2 separate regions of the Gossypium hirsutum genome follow, and region 1 is linked to region 2. A link is a contact called in public Hi-C data. All regions are on one chromosome and are shown on one strand. The core of a region is the stretch at or near the end of the contact, and the rest is flanking DNA. Distances in the headings are between cores, read along the strand shown.

The links. Hi-C and Micro-C count contacts between places; a contact is called where the count stands out from the background.
Region 1: a contact with region 2 is called in a Hi-C map of callus, with 4 times the contacts expected there. The contact joins the promoter of LOC107933492 here to the enhancer-like site in region 2. A contact is called at or near these places in 4 of 34 Hi-C or Micro-C datasets (callus, hypocotyl, leaf and 1 more).

The regions. Positions count from the first base shown.
Region 1 is chrA12:101,190,753-101,193,728 of Gossypium_hirsutum_v2.1, forward strand. It overlaps LOC107933492 (polyadenylate-binding protein 1), which reads left to right and starts at 1,383. Exons shown (of 7, transcript XM_041083310.1): 1 at 1,383-1,463; 2 at 1,558-1,711; 3 at 1,810-1,912; 4 at 2,183-2,253; 5 at 2,734-2,925. The coding sequence starts at 1,559. It also overlaps the pseudogene LOC107933491.
Region 2 is chrA12:101,020,278-101,023,278 of Gossypium_hirsutum_v2.1, forward strand. No RefSeq gene overlaps it. Among protein-coding and RNA genes, the nearest start is that of LOC107946910, 13 kb to the left of the region's middle. Within about 2 kb of position 1,579, at least 5 of the 9 cell types and tissues checked have an H3K27ac peak or open chromatin away from gene starts, as enhancers often do.

The DNA of each region.
Region 1 (2,976 bases), core at 133-2,632, 170 kb after region 2:
GCGAGAGAAAGTTCATCGGAAGACACGGGTTATTCGTTCGTGCATGGCAGCATTACCGGAACAGCCAGCAATTCATTTTTGGGGAGGGCTTGGAGGAGCAATCCAAGAGTTGTTTATGCATATACTGATATGAGCAACGTGGTCAATCCAGCCTGCTGGATGGACTCATAATAGGTTTCCTGAACGAGCCAAGTAAGATAAATTACTTTTTCTATATATATTAATCCTTCTAAGAAACAAAATCTTATTAAGGTGAGAATGATGCAGAGCTGGTACTATTCTTCTTGACCAAAATAGATTTAACAACAAGACATGTTATGTTAAATGTATATATTGATTGGAAAAGTTGGATATAGAACACGGACATATTCGTGGAGAAGCGAGAAGGTGGAGGATTTACAGTGATAACAGCACAAGCGAGAGAAAGTTCATCGGAAGACACGGGTTATTCGTTCGTGCATGGCAGCATTACCGGAACAGCCAGCAATTCATTTTTGGGGAGGGCTTGGAGGAGCAATCCAAGAGTTGTTTATGCATATACTGATATGAGCAACGTGGTCAATCCAGCCTGCTGGATGGACTCATAATAGGTTTCCTGAACGAGCCAAGTAAGATAAATTACTTTTTCTATATATATTAATCCTTCTAAGAAACAAAATCTTATTAAGGTGAGAATGATGCAGAGCTGTTTATTATGGAGAATACCAGTGCAAGGGGCCAGGTGCAAATCCCAGTAAGCGAGAGCCATTCGTGAAGCAGCTATCAGGTGCGGAAGTCCTACCATTCCTGGTTCTTAACTTCATTGAAGCTACCAAATGGCTGCTTCCTCCTCCTAAATATTAATTTAATCACCATATGTTAGTCATTCAGGCACACCCTCCGGTGGAAAATAACTAGGCATCTATTTTATTATTATTATCTTCCTATGCCATTGGCTTGTAACATGTGACATACCTCAAGTCAATAAGAAATTAAGTCACTTTTTTTTAATCTTATTTTCGCACCATTTCTTATGCTATTTATGTTGATTAAATATTACTTACTTTTCTCAATCATTTTAACGTACTACAAATAATAATAATCCACTGCTTTGATCTCATTTATTTTGTAAAATTTGAGTTCGTGTGGTTTAGTCTAATTAATTCAATTTATTTAACTTTAGTTTAGACTGTAATAATTTTTAATATAATAAAACTATAATAATTTAATTTTACTTAATAACTCCTTTATTATATTTATAATTATTTTATACTTACCCTTATTTAAATATATATTTATATTTATTCTTTAATTATGCTTATCACACTTTGAAAAAATAGTGTGATGCGTTAAATAAACCCTTTTTTTTAATTTTTTTAACACCGTTAAATTAAACTTATTAGATGGTCCATCTCCGTATTAAAGAAATATATCTCGAAGACACACGTGACGGGCGTAACTATCATTCCCCACACAAGTGCCAGGTTTTAATCTTTGTCTATCCGTTCCCTAACCTTTCCCCCAAATCCATAACGAAGAATAAAACCCTAATTCCAAAATTCCCCCGAATTTGACTAGAATGGATCAATACGAAGAGCAAGAGCACGAGGTGTACGGAGGGGAGATCCCTGACGAGGAAGGAGAGATGGATGCGGAGTTCGATATGACTGCTGGAGCTGAGGATTACCAAGGCAACGACCAAGGCCTTCAACAAGATCCTAGTTCCTCCAAAGTTGCCCTCTTTCTCATTTTAGCTTTTTTCCTTTTTCTTATCTTTAGCTGAGCTATTTTTCTGATGAAAAAAAATTTTGTATTTTGAAAAAAAAATAGGACTTGGAAGACATGAAAAAGAGGCTTAGGGAAATCGAGGAAGAGGCGGGAGCTTTACGTGAAATGCAGGCTAAAGTCGAGAAGGAGATGGGCGCTGTCCAAGGTTCTTTATCTTTTTCTCTTTAACTTTTATTTTTTTTTTCAGTTTGTATTTGATCTGAGCTTTTGGCTGTATTTTTTAACAAGTATGACTTTGATTGGGATTTACTTGTCTTGTTTGAGAAGGAGAATCTCTTCTTAATCATGAAATTGAAATTGAACTTCTTTATAATTGATTTGATTTCTTTTTGAATTATGAACCGTTTTGTGTATGAATTGTTTATGTCTAGCAAACTGATTTGTTTGTACTTTTTTTTCCTGGATGTGTATGAAGATTCCTCAAGTGCTTCTGCAAGTCAAGCTGAAAAGGAGGAAGTGGATTCCCGCTCGATTTATGTTGGTAATGTGAGGTTTATCAACTCTTTCCTATGCCTTATATATGTTTATTTTGTTAAATTGTCTCATTTACCTTACTTGTGGTCCAATTATTATCTTAATGTTAAAAATTTACTTGTAAGTTAGCTGAAAGTATGATTGTGCTTTTGTTTGGCCAGTAAGGGTATAGGAAAGTTTTTCAATTTTGGTTTTATGTTTGTGCATTCATGTTGTTTGAAATGTGTTTTTATGTGCATGTAATTGCATGGAAAATCATGTCTTAGTTTTGTATTGATGTCAACTTAAATGTGATTAAAACAAATTGATTGAAATATTAATGTAGTTTATGTTTAATGCCGTTTTTCTTCTTTAAGTAACTTCTGAAGTGTTTTGATGTACAACAAATGATCTCAATGAAAGTATAACTAGATGATTCCTCTATGCTTGTGAACAAATGATCTGGATGTGGGCTAACATTCTTTTTTCTTTATATATCTTTTTCAAAAACAGGTAGACTATGCATGTACACCTGAGGAAGTACAACAGCATTTTCAATCCTGTGGAACAGTGAACAGAGTTACAATTTTGACCGATAAGTTTGGTCAACCTAAAGGATTTGCTTACGTTGAATTTGTTGAAATTGATGCTGTCCAAAATGCTCTACTGTTAAATGAATCAGAATTGCATGGTCGCCAGTTGAAGGTTTATATCATGATATATGTGTGAATTTTTAGTTCATGAACTACATGGCAA
Region 2 (3,001 bases), core at 329-2,828:
TTACATGGGGAGTTAGAAAATATCTTTGCTAAATTCTGGTGACAAAAAGGACAGAAAAAGAAAGGAATACACTGATGTCAATGGAAATTTATTTGTCGATCAAAAGAGGAAGGGGGAATGGGCTTTAGAAATCTGTCGCCATTCAATATTTCATTACTAGCAAAGCAAGGGTGAAGGATTATTAAGAATCAGGATTCTTTGGTTACACAAGTATGTAAAGCAAAATATTTTCTGAATGAGCATTTTTTAAATTCTCGTTTGGGAAAAACTAGCTCTTATATTTGGAAAAGCATTTGGGCAGCGAAAGGTATTTTGGAAAAAGGAATATGTTGGAGGGTTGGTATAGGTTCAAACATTTCTATTCATGCTGATGCGTGGATTCGAGATGTTAATTTTAGATTATCTTCAATTGTTAATACTATGTGAGATGAAAAGGTTAGTGAGTTGATCGACAGCAATGCGAGAATATGGAAAAAAGAACTCATAAACAATACCTTTTCAAAAGACGATGCTGGAAAAATTATCCAGATACCTTTAGCGCGCACACCTCAGGATGATCTGTTTGCCTGAGGAGGTGAACATTCAGGGGAATTCTTGGCCTGCAGCGCCTACAAACTATTATAACTTTTTGATGAAATTCCTAGAGCTTATGCTTTACAAACCAACTACGAGAATTCTTACAAAAAACTCTGGCTCCTAAATCTACCTACTAAAATAAAGGCTACAGTATGGAGAATTTCATGGAACTATCTGCCTACGAGGATTAATATGCACTACTGAAAGCTCGTTAGTAATACAAGCTGCCCCCGATGTGGAGAAAATAATGAAACAATCGATCATATCTTTCGCGAATGTCCTGTCACAGTGGAAGTTTGGACACTATTAAATCTTCAAAATATTCTTATAAATTCTACCATGGATTTTTTACAGTGGATTCCCTAGATCTTTGATCAGCTCACTACATGTCAGAACAAACTCTTCTGCTGCGGTCTCTGGGCTATCTGGGGAGAGAGAAATAAAAGACTGCATGAGCAGAAACAGAGTACAGTCATGAAATAGTAAACTTCATCAACAACTATCTTGCTGAACTTAATGGTTTAGAAAGGAAAAATCCAGTAAGGGGGAATGAGCAAAGAAGATGGAATTACCCACCTAGTGAGTTCGTCAAAATTAATTTTGATGGTGCTAATGATGCGACTCATCAACAATCTGCCTTAGGAATTGTAGCTAGAAATGAAGAAGGGGTTGTCTTACTTTCCTGTTCAGAGATCCACCATGGGGTAACTTTCGCCTTTGCAGCTGAAGCAATAGCTTGCCAAAAAGCGGTCCAAACAGGAGTTGAACAAGAATGGCCGAAGATCATTATTGAAGGTGATTCCCTCACAATAATTAAGAAATGTATATCAAAGAGTCAAGGTCATTCAGATATTGGAGCATATATATATGATATTAAACAAAAACTGAACAGATCGAGAAGCTTTATATTCAAACACACACCAAAATTTGCAAATGCTCTCGCGCATATATTGGCAATAGAAACTCTAAAAAGGAAGGAAGAGATGTACCTGGATATGAAGGTCCTGGGGTATGCTGAAAATCAACGAAAGATTGAGTGGAGAAGAGAACCGGATTGAGGAGAGAACGGGGAAGAAGAGAACTGAGAGGAAAGGAAAAGAGAGCAAATAAATCGGTTTTAGAAGAACAACTTTCCCAAAAACTAAACTGTCAAAAGCAAAGAAAGAAATAAGACTCAAATGACAAGACAGGGTTCAGCAATTTCTGACTGGGCATTAATTAGATGTAATTATTATGATTTGTAGACTATTCGGTTAAAATATCTAGATTTGTTCTGAGTTTGGGCCATTTTATTTGATGTTCATTGTTTGCTGTTTATTTTTTGGTTTCATACTATATACTCTGAAGTTAAAAAAAAAGAAAGAATATTTTTGTCCTAAAATACTTTTTATTCTAAAAATATTTTTTAGAAAAAATACTAAATTGGCCCTTAATCTTTTTCGGTAGCAGCATTGGCCTCCAGGTTAGTTGCCTACCATGGCCTTTCCAACAATTTTCTTTAAATTTTTCTTTTAGATTTTAGTCTTTTTAGTTATAATGTACTCTATTTTTTTTTCTAAAAACTATGGTGGTTGTAGTTTCACTCCACTTTACTTTCTTTGAAAGTTGTGTTGGTTCTTGTCTCTACCATGTTTCTATGAAACTAATGGTGGTTTTAGTTTTTGTTTTAGCTTTTATCTTTTAGTTGTCTCTAGTCGTGTTTTAGCGTATATATAAGTTGGAATCAAACAGATAGGTAATATCAACCCATTTAAACTCTTATATAATAATATAGATTATACGTGGTGCATTTTCGTTTTTAATACTAAGAGTTGTGCGTGGTTCAATTTTCTAATATCAATAATTTCATCAAAATTCTGTAATACAATAATTAATTGATGATCAAAAGGTGTCATTTTGTGTGCATGATATTATCAACAGTAGATTTTATCACATTCACAATGTGGATGAATGAAAATATTTTGTATTAATAAAATTATTTCAACAAATGATTAGTGTTGGAGTGTTAAGAAATTTCTATTTGAATTAGTTTGAACTTGTGTTTGATTCTTAAATAATGTTTTTTAGTTGTTTTATTTGAAATATTATATATAAATATTAAAGGGTAAAAATATTCTTATAATAATATTAATTACCCTTTAAGATAAAAATATTTTGATAATTTCGTAATTAAATTGATGTTAAATTAACTCGTGACACTAACTTAATTAACCGTATAAATAAAACATACCTCAACTCGTGCAGATTTTTCCCACATATCATGAATTGAAAGAAAAAATCATTTGAAACTTGAATTCCAAATTCCATCTAGTGATAAACTTTTTCTTTTTCTTTATTTATATAAATCTAACAAATAATTTACTAATGAGGCACACATGAGTTTCCATTCTTAAATAAAATTCAAATGAATGAGAAGATATTATCT